2 separate regions of the Mus musculus genome follow, and region 1 is linked to region 2. The links are chromatin contacts, called in public Hi-C maps. All regions are on one chromosome and are shown on one strand. Each heading gives the region's core, a stretch centred on a gene start, on an enhancer-like site or on the middle of the called end of the contact. The rest is flanking DNA. Distances are from core to core; before and after follow the strand shown. Region 1 holds the start of Mtbp (Mdm2, transformed 3T3 cell double minute p53 binding protein). Region 2 holds the start of Utp23 (UTP23 small subunit processome component).

Region 1 (4,555 bases), core at 325-2,824, 3.7 Mb after region 2:
TTTGAGACAAGAGTCTCACCAAGTTACTCAGCTTAGCCTCGAGTTCACCCTGTACCCGCCAAAGGCTTGAAATTACAACTATCCCCACTTCATTCTCTAGAATAGCTGGTATTACAGGCCTGTCTTCCAAGACATCTTTAGGTCATCTGATAAAATCACTGTCTTCAATGCCTCCAAACTAAGGAAATTATCTCTATTCCAGAAAGATCTTGTCCAGGTACTTTCATATGCATATACACAAGGATTATATGCTAGAAAAATACACTTATAAGCTTGTGGTTTCATATTAGTTATCCTAAATTTTAAACTAGCCTATGCATACGCAAAAGACAAGTTTACCACATTCCATGTGAACTAATACTTTAAAAAAGCTTGATAAATAATAGAAATACTGCCACATGTCAACTTGCTGTCAAAGTTTTAAATATTCACATCTGTTATTTACCTGATTATAGACAGGTAACAACTACATTTAAAGGAAATGTACTTCAAGTAGTGTTAGGCTAGGAGTTGTCTTGGATTAACATATCAGAAACTAATTCTTTCTCTTCTATCTAGAATCTGCTTCAGTTTCAGTATTCCCTATGAGTCAGCCTTCCGGTTGCCCAAACCAGAATTCTTAAAAGTTATTCTTGTTTCTCTTTACACCCACATTCAAATCTTTAATATATATTGTGGACTTCTTAGAACTCCAATGTTTCAGCCTGACTTGTAAAATGAGTATTTTGTGTGGTACACTAAAATAGAATTCTAACTGAATTCTCCCTTTAGCCCTTCAAAGATCTCCCATCTGTGAACAGTTTATCTTCCACCTGGCGGCTTGAGTGCTTGCTTGATCCTTCTGATGCCTAAGACTTCTAGGTCAAAACTCTACAACAGGTCTTCATTCTTTATAAACAGTCTTAAGCAGCGCAGGCTTGACTTCAAGCTCACTAAGTATCGGAGAAGGCTGGCCTTGAACTTCGGATCTTTCTCCCTCCACCTCCCAAGTGCTAGGATAACATGCGTGCACCATAATTCCAGGTTTATGCGGTGTTGGGGATGGAACCCAGGCATGCTACGCTACATCAGCTACAGCTCCACACCTTCCCTTCCCCCTCCCCTACTGTACTAAACAAAAATAAACATCTTTTAGTGGTTTTTACTGCCCCACGTCATTCAACCTATTATTTCACTTTAGCTCTCTTTCCGCAAGGAACAAAAGACACGAAAGGGGCAGACTGAGGAGAGAAAGGAGCCAAAACAAAGATATCAAGTGGTAGGCAGACTCACAACCCTCTGGTAAGTGACTCCTAAAGCATTTCTTGGGTACGGGTGTCAGCTTCCCTGAAAGCTCAGCTTCTGCACTAAATCCCTGTGAACACTGCTCTTCATTTTCGCCAGCGTACTGAGCACACTATCCTGCCCGAAACGCGCAAACTCACCTGGGGCGCCCTAGAGAAGCTGGACATGCTCTCCGACCCGCGGCGTCCTTTACTTTGCACCCGCCCCGCCGGGGAACCAGCACCACGGGTCCGGCGGGAAACACAGACACCCGAGCATGAAGGTTCCTACTGCCGTCGCGTGCGCTCATCTGCTTCCCCGCCACACTCGGGTCCCCGCCGGTAGCGGTTTCGTTATGAGAGGAGCAGAGAGTGTGGCTCCTGAGAGAATAATTTCCCACAATAATTGGCGGGAAAACCGACGTAGGACATTATTTTGCAGCCAACCTGAGCGGCAGGAAACCGGAAGTGCACGTTGCGCGCGGCTCTTTTGAGACCTAACACTGAGTCCGGGCGCGAAGAGGATGGATCGGTACTTGCTGCTGGTCACCTGGAGGGAAGGGAAGTTTCGATCCGTGGCGGGTGGGGAGATCGAGCCTGGCACTGAGGCGACATCCCTGGAGAGCACCGACAAACAGCCCGGTAAGCTCTGGGCGGAGAAGAGGCGGGAACGACCGGCGGCGGGGAAGCGAAGGATTTGAGTTTCTGATGAAATCCCGGAGGGAGGCGCATAGGTCGAATGGTCCCGGGAACGTGCAACTAACTCTCTGAAGTAGTTTCTATAAGAACTGAGCAGTAGTATGTCAATGGAAAAGATATAAAGTTGTGGGTATTAGATGCCAGTGTCCCAAGTGCTTGGTGAACTGAATATTTGCCTGGTTGAATCTTCTGGTGGCATAGTCATCGAATTTTTGCTTTTAGGGAAGGTATGCTTGCAGAAAGAAGTGTCCCTTGGCGTTCCTACCACCTTGAAGAAAGCACAGAAAGAAATGATAGGTTCTGCAGATCTGAGTTTTACATTCTATGAAGGAAACATTCCACACTAAAAAAAGAGAAATGACCAGCTTTAAAAGATTTTAGCTGCATTGCTTTTTTGGCGTACTTGACTAATCTCAATATTACGTTTTCCTTGTTTTGATTAAGCAGACATTTTTAGGAAGAAATGTATATAGTTCGTATATACTTCTTTTGGAAGGAAGTTTTGATTTCTTGTTACTGATTAGCATATACAAATGAGGAGACTTGGCTGTTTTCTCTGCGGTGTCAGCACTTGAATAGACTTGGTCAACATGTATTCTGTCTACAACTTACTGGCCTTCAGATCCTCTGATAGTGAAATGGAAACAGGCCCTAGATTATGTTAACTCTTGAGTTAGATGACTGAGTCAGGTCTTTATTTTTATAGATTTGACCGCAACCAATATTTATCACCTCTTGAAGAGAAGCATCAGCGATTCAATCCATCCAGATGACAGTACATTCCCTGGTAAGTACAGAAGTGTAATGGTAATGAAATTCCTCTCCTATCCACCACCACCCCCCACCCCCAAAGTCTGACACAGCATTTTTTTGGAAATCAGTCAGTTTGATAACCTAGGAGTACAAGAAAGACTTGTTGACTTGAGAGGCACAGGGCTATGGGGGTATCTTAAAGAAAACCTCAACTACATTACTATTCCTTCCTGATATTTGAATGTTGTAAGTTTTTATAAAAGTTATTCTGGGTTCCCATTGTGAGAGTTTTGCTTCCATATAACCCTTGCTCTCCTGGAACTCTTTATCTGTAGACCGGCCTGGCCTTGAACTCACAGAGATCTGCCTGCTTCTGTCTTCCCAAGTGCTGGGATTAAAGGCATGTGCCACCACTGCCCTGCTTGTGGAAGGGTTCTTGTCTTGAGTAAAGACAACCCGTTACAGCTCCCACTCTGCCTTCTTTACCACATGTGGGTGTTGTTTTCCTGTCTATTTTACTGATTCTCTTAAAGCAAAAACAGCTTTGAGTCATCTGCTTTGACTTTCTGAAGTTCTCACTACTTTTTTTTTTGGGGGGGGGGCAAGAAATCTTCCCTACTTTTAGTTCTATTGGTACTTTACAAATATATCTATTTGTAAATGTATTTGATAATTTTCTTCTCTTTTACTTCTCCATCTGATAATATCCTTTAAGGCCCAGAAAATATGAATATGGAGACAGATCAGATCCTACAAGCTGAAGGAAGTGTCTATAGTTGGCAGGAAAAAATAGCCTCCTTTTGAGAGCTGCAGCTCTCATGATTCTGTTATAATCGGCTCCCTTCCTTATTGGAGAACCTCTAGTCTCGGGGGCAGCTCTCACCACTAAGGATTGATTTCCAGTATGTAGGCACTGTACTAGCCTGTTGTCCACGTTCTAATGGTACTCTTATTAATTTCTGAAGTTGGTAAAGTTTAGCGAATTCTTTAAAACATTCTAGACTGGGTTCTCATGAAAGTATTCACTCTGCTTGGAAGGACAGGGTTTCTTATAAGACACCCCTTTTGTACAGTAATGCAGAACTCTGCAAGTGATGTGTACTGAAGGCATGCAAGACCATCCCAGTTCAATAATCAATTAGACAGTAGAATTGTTCCATGACCTGTAACATTCCTATCAAAGCTAATTAAAAACTCTTGTTGGTTTTTAATGGCTCAGTGGGTGGGGTTGCTTGCTCTCAAGGCTGATGACCTGAGTTCATTCCCCAGGACCTATACTGAAGGAGAAGTGCAGCGCCTGCAAGTCATCTATCTGATCTCCACACAGAGTGTGACACATAGGTGTCTACACACACACACACACACACACACACACACACACACAATGCAACTAAAAAGAATTTAAAACACTGATTGTTTTAAATATGTAAGACAGTGAAAGAAATAGTAAAGATAATATTTACTGTGTGTTCTGTAGGTTATAACATGAGACACAGTGCAATTGAAGTATTTTGTTTCTTTGTTAAATCTGCTGAAAACAGTCGGGCATCAAGTTCTACTTTGCCATCATAGAACTTATACAGATTTAGCATCGTTTCTGTGCTTTGGCGACTTGTACTCTAGTTCTATCAGCTTCTAGTGTTTTTTCTTTGGGCTGTCAGTCTTGCGAACTATCCATGCATTCCTTTAATTTGACTGTTTCTTGCTAGCACCATTTTCCCTGGGACAGACATCGTTACCGGTTTTAGCATGTTTGTCACAGTAACTAACCTAGAACTCTATTTATATAGGTTTGAAAAGCACTTTAGCACCCATAACTTTGTTTTCTTGCTATTCTTCAT
Region 2 (4,938 bases), core at 134-2,633:
TTCTCCTAAAACACTGAGGCACTCAGGCTTGGCTTTGGGATGAGAAGATACAAATAATGGCTCTGTAACTGGCCCAGCAGAACTTGAAGATATTCTTTCGTGTCCCTCAAATTGAAACAACTGACCCTAAGAAATGGCAATTTCATGCTGGAAGAAGGAAAAGACGCAGAGCCTGACACCAAGAGGGAATTTAATTTGTCTTCTGGGAAAGAGATTTCCCAGTCTTAATGCCTTCTTAGAACACCTTCCAGGGTAGGACCAAAGTCTTAAAAAATGATGGACAGTGCCACATATTAACCAAGGTTGGTTAGAATTCAGCATTTCTCAACCTGTGGGTCCTGAGCCCTTGAGGTTCAAAAGACTCTTTCACAGGGTCTCCTAATACCATCAGAAAACGCAGATATTGGCATTATGAATCATAGCAGCAACAATGTTACAGTTATGAAGTAGCAATGAAATTGATTTTATGATTGACACACACCACACTTGAGGAAATATATTAAAGGGCTATATTAGGCAGGTTGAGAACCAATGAGTTAGATATTCATGTCCCTGGCTACCTATGTACACTTTAATTTCACTTCAGGACCTCAGAGATTGACTGTCATAATGACTGGCACCTCCGTTTGGCCACACTATGGAAATCCTTTTTTTAAATATTAATTTGGCTGTTTAGTTTATTTGTTTTCCAAGAGAAGATCTCAATGTGTAACTCTGGCTGCTTTGGAACTCACTATGAAGATCAGGCTGTCCTGGAACTCAGAAACCTTCTTGCCTCTGCCTCCTGGGATTAAAGATGTGTACGCCACCACAACCAGCAAATTTATGTCAATTGGGTTCTCCAGGATGAGTTAGAGACTGTGCTGTCAATTTGGGTAACACCTTTTTACCATAGAATCAGTTCATTCGTAAGGTGTTGTAAAATACCCGTGAACATCAAGGAGTCAGTGTGAGCTCCAGACGCTTAGGAACCACGTGCCCTTTGCTTCCTTGAAGACCAGCAAAACCTCCCAAGTTAAGGTCGTCCAACCTTGGCTCATTTTCTTCACTTGGAAACTAAAAACATTCTTGGGAATGATACATAGTGAATGGCAAGTTACAAAGTGCCTGGGTCAATGGTACCATAATTAGTTATTTTCATATTACTAGTCTTTTAGAGACTTCCTAAGTGTCAGGCAAAGAGCTACACAAAGCAAGGACTATTAGTCCAGCTCGCGAGTGTGCATGTGCCAACCTGCGCCAATTTGCGCACTCCGAGGCTCCTCTGCACAGAAAGCTCCGCCCCCTAAAGCTCGCGCTAGGAAGTGGGAGTGGTCGTTCCTTTGCGAACTACAGAATCCGAGAGGCGGGCTGTGGAAATAAGGGAGTGTACTTCCGGGTCGAAGGGGCTTCGTTCCGGGAAATACAAATTTCTAGGAGTGCGGAAGTGAGGCTGGTGCCGGTGAGTCCGGTGGCTTAAACAGGCATGAAGATCACCAGGCAGAAACACGCCAAGAAGCATCTCGGCTTTTTCCGCAACAATTTCGGAGTCCGCGAGCCCTACCAGATCCTTCTGGATGGCACTTTCTGCCAGGCGGCGCTGCGGGGTCGCATCCAGCTGCGGGACCAGCTGCCCCGCTACCTTATGGGAGAGACCCAGCTGTGCACCACGAGGTGGGTCTGCGGGGCGGGGTCGCGGGTGTGGCCCAGAGTTCTCCACGGTGCCAACCAAGTCGGTTACCTTGGGCCGCGACTGACCGAAAAGTCAGGCAGATGGTACTGTGCCTTGTGAATATTCAGTTATTTCTGAGAAAAATCAGAACAGGTAACATGTGGACCTGACTTGGACTTCTGGTTCCAATTAAAACCAGCTGTGTGGTCTCAGGCAAGAAATGGTGTAGCTGTAGAGAGCATAACTTCTTCAAAGTTGATATAAAGTCACGTGAGGTATCATTTACATTGGACATTTCTCAACATCCAAAAGCTAACACCCATTCTGTGGCGGTTGTTACTTATAACCCAAAGGTTTTCAAGCCTTCCAACTGCCAGTGAGGTTTTATCTTCAATTCCTAGGAAAAGAAGTCAAGGCTGGAGATATTAAAAACTTTACCCAAGGCCATTTTTAAAGTACCAACCAAATGGCAATCACTGCTCCAGACCCTGAGGACACCTTAGTGGGCAAGACGAAGGCCTAGCCTTAGCCTTCATGGGCTGTAAAGTCAACTCCTGATGGCTGTTTTTCACTCCACATCTGTGCCTCCTCACTTCATGTAAGAGAGCACACCTAGGGTAGCACACCCGGGAGCAGGAGTGTGTGAGAGGGGTGGGCGTGGGGGGTGCGGGTGGGGGTTATTTTAAAAGGTCTCATAGAATCGATGTTCGACCCCCTCTGAGGCTTGTTTAGAACTGAGGAGGAAATGTCTGTTTTCAATGATAGAAATAGTAATGTTATTGTTTTAGAGAACTTTTGAACAAATAGAATTGGTTGATGCCTGAACCATATTTAATTTTGGGACTTGAAGATATATATTATATCTAATATTATGGGACATGAAAATAGGGAAAAGGTAAACTGAAGCTAGACCATGAATAAGAATTTTAGTAGTTTTTGTGGAATATTTATTTAAGTAAATAAATTGAGTTCAACTACAGCTTACAAATAGCCAGTTAAGGTGTTCTTTATACATTTGTCCGAGTCAAGCCGTGACGTGTGCTGTTCATGTTCTACTTTGCAGTAAACAGCCTTCCACATTTAGAATTTCTTAAGTAATGCTCTTTCCGAGTTGCAGATAACCTCAAAGTTTTAATCTCAGGCTGGAAAGATGGCTCAGTTGTTAAGCATGCTTCCTGCCCTTCCAGAGGACCTGAGATGGTTCCTAGCATCACTGTCAGGGGTCTCACAACTGCTTGTAACTCCAGCTCCAGGGGCTCCAACACCCTCTTCTGGCCTCTACAGCTAACCACCCACATATACATAAAAAAAATTTTTTTTTTTTTTGGAGTCTAGGTGATGGTTTCAAAACAGGGTTTCCCTGTGTATCCCTGGCTGCCCTGGAACTCACTTTGTATATCAGGATGGCCTTGAACTCAGAGATTCTCCTGCCTCTGCCTTCTGAAATCTGGGATTAAAGGTGTGTGGCACCACCATCACCCAGCCCAACACACACAAACTTTTAAATATGATCCCTTTAGCCTTAGGAGCTGCCTGTACAGCTTTTAACAGCCTCTGTCCCTGGATTAGCTGCTTCTGAATGTAAGTAGTTTGTTTCCTCCCACGTGCCATACCAATACTAACAGTCCCGTGCTGTGATACAACCAGGCGGGAAGTACTACATGTACATGTCATAGTTCCCCAAGGACTTCAACTACGGAGTCACTCAAGGGAGGTTACACCTGTGATACAAATACTCTGCAAGGCTGAGTCAGGAGGAGTACCATGAGTTTGAAGAAGGCCTGGCAAGAGCCATTCTCAAGGAGGAAGAAGAGAAAGGACAACAACCACTTAACTTTGGGAATTTTTGTTTTTTTTGTGGTTTGGGATTTTGTTTGTTTAGTTGGTTGGTTTTTTGTTGTTGTTGTTTTGGTTTTTTGTTTGTTTGTTTTATACAAGATTTCTCTGTGTAGCCCTGGCTGTTCTGAAACATGCTCTATAGACCAGGCTGGCCTCAAACTCAGAGATCACCTGCCTCTGCTTCTTTCTGCTTCTGCCCCTCTGCCCCTCTGCCCCTCTCTCTGCCTCTGCCTCCCAGGTGCTGAGATTAAAGGTGTGCACAACCACCACCCAGCTACTTTGGGAATTTGTCAACCAACACAAGATTGAAGACCCTGATACCCAGCATTTGCTGGTCCCAGAAAGCCCATTCTTGTTGTCCCCGTCTCTTCCCCACCTCCTCACACATCTGTTTGTCATTCTTTGCTGTTTGTCATGAAAAAACTTTAAAAAAAAATAATTCTTCTCTCAATACAATACATCCCAACTACAGTTCCCTTATTCCCTCATCCCACAAAATCCACTGTTCCTCTCTTTCTCTTCAGAAAAGGGCAGGCCTCCCAGGGATATCAACGGAACAGGGCCTAGATGAAATTAGACTAGACACAAACCCTCATCAAGACAGGAGGAGGTAACCCAACAGGTGGAAAAGAGCCCCAAGAGCAGGTGAAAGACTCAAAGACATATGTGTTCCCACTATTAGAAGTTTCACAAGACAACAAGCTACACCACCATGCTGCTTTAGTCTCTGTGAGCCAGCACCATGAACCCTGCTTAGTTGACTCTGTGGGCCATTTTCTCCTGGTCTCATCAACCATTCTGGCTCCTACAATTAAAAAAACAAACTTTTTTTTCTTATTTTTCATTTGTTTATTTTTTAAAATCAGGATTCAAACAGGATACATAAGTTGTTGTTGATTCTGTGTTAGTGATTTTTGAAGTTGTAATAGTGACCTGGAGTCCTCTTCAGTATCTGGAAGGCTCATTGTATCTGGTCCATCTGTAAGAGGTAGAGATTTGAGGATAAGTTAGAAATTTAATTCAGTTAATCATGTAGCTTTATTATACATTTGAGGTTAAGCAATAGTATATGCGAAAAACAACTTGCATGCTTCCTGTACACAAATGCTTAGTGTACTCTGACATTGGTATTCTTTCTGCTTGGAGTATGTATTTTTAAAGTTTTCATTTAAGAAGAAAATGGCAACCGTGCTATAAATCCACATTTTTTTATTTTTTTAATTAGGTATTTATTTCATTTACGTTTCAAATGCTATCCCAAAAGTCCCCCAGACCCTCCCCCCCCCCCCCCGCCCCACTCCCCTACCCACCCACTCCCACTTCTTGGCCCTGGCGTTCCCCCGTCACATTTTTATGGAATAGTTTTTCCACCTTAAAAACTTGAGTATTGTGTTTATGCTTGCTTTGTATAAACAGAAGGAATGTATTGGTTGTGATTCTGGACTCTG

What was found. A called contact is a pair of places that touch in the nucleus more often than the background predicts.
Region 1: a Hi-C map of B cells shows a contact between it and region 2, with 5 read pairs. The contact joins the promoter of Mtbp here to the promoter of Utp23 in region 2. A contact is called at or near these places in 2 of 484 Hi-C or Micro-C datasets (B cells and CD4 T cells).

The regions. Positions count from the first base shown.
Region 1 is chr15:55,555,834-55,560,388 of GRCm38.p6, forward strand. It overlaps Mtbp (Mdm2, transformed 3T3 cell double minute p53 binding protein), which reads left to right and starts at 1,575. Exons shown (of 22, transcript NM_134092.3): 1 at 1,575-1,904; 2 at 2,668-2,748. The coding sequence starts at 1,787. Mrpl13 (mitochondrial ribosomal protein L13) reads right to left here and starts at 1,479. Exons shown (of 7, transcript NM_026759.3): 1 at 1,425-1,479. The coding sequence starts at 1,451.
Region 2 is chr15:51,876,058-51,880,995 of GRCm38.p6, forward strand. Utp23 (UTP23 small subunit processome component) reads left to right here and starts at 1,384. Exons shown (of 3, transcript NM_030132.5): 1 at 1,384-1,653. The coding sequence starts at 1,466.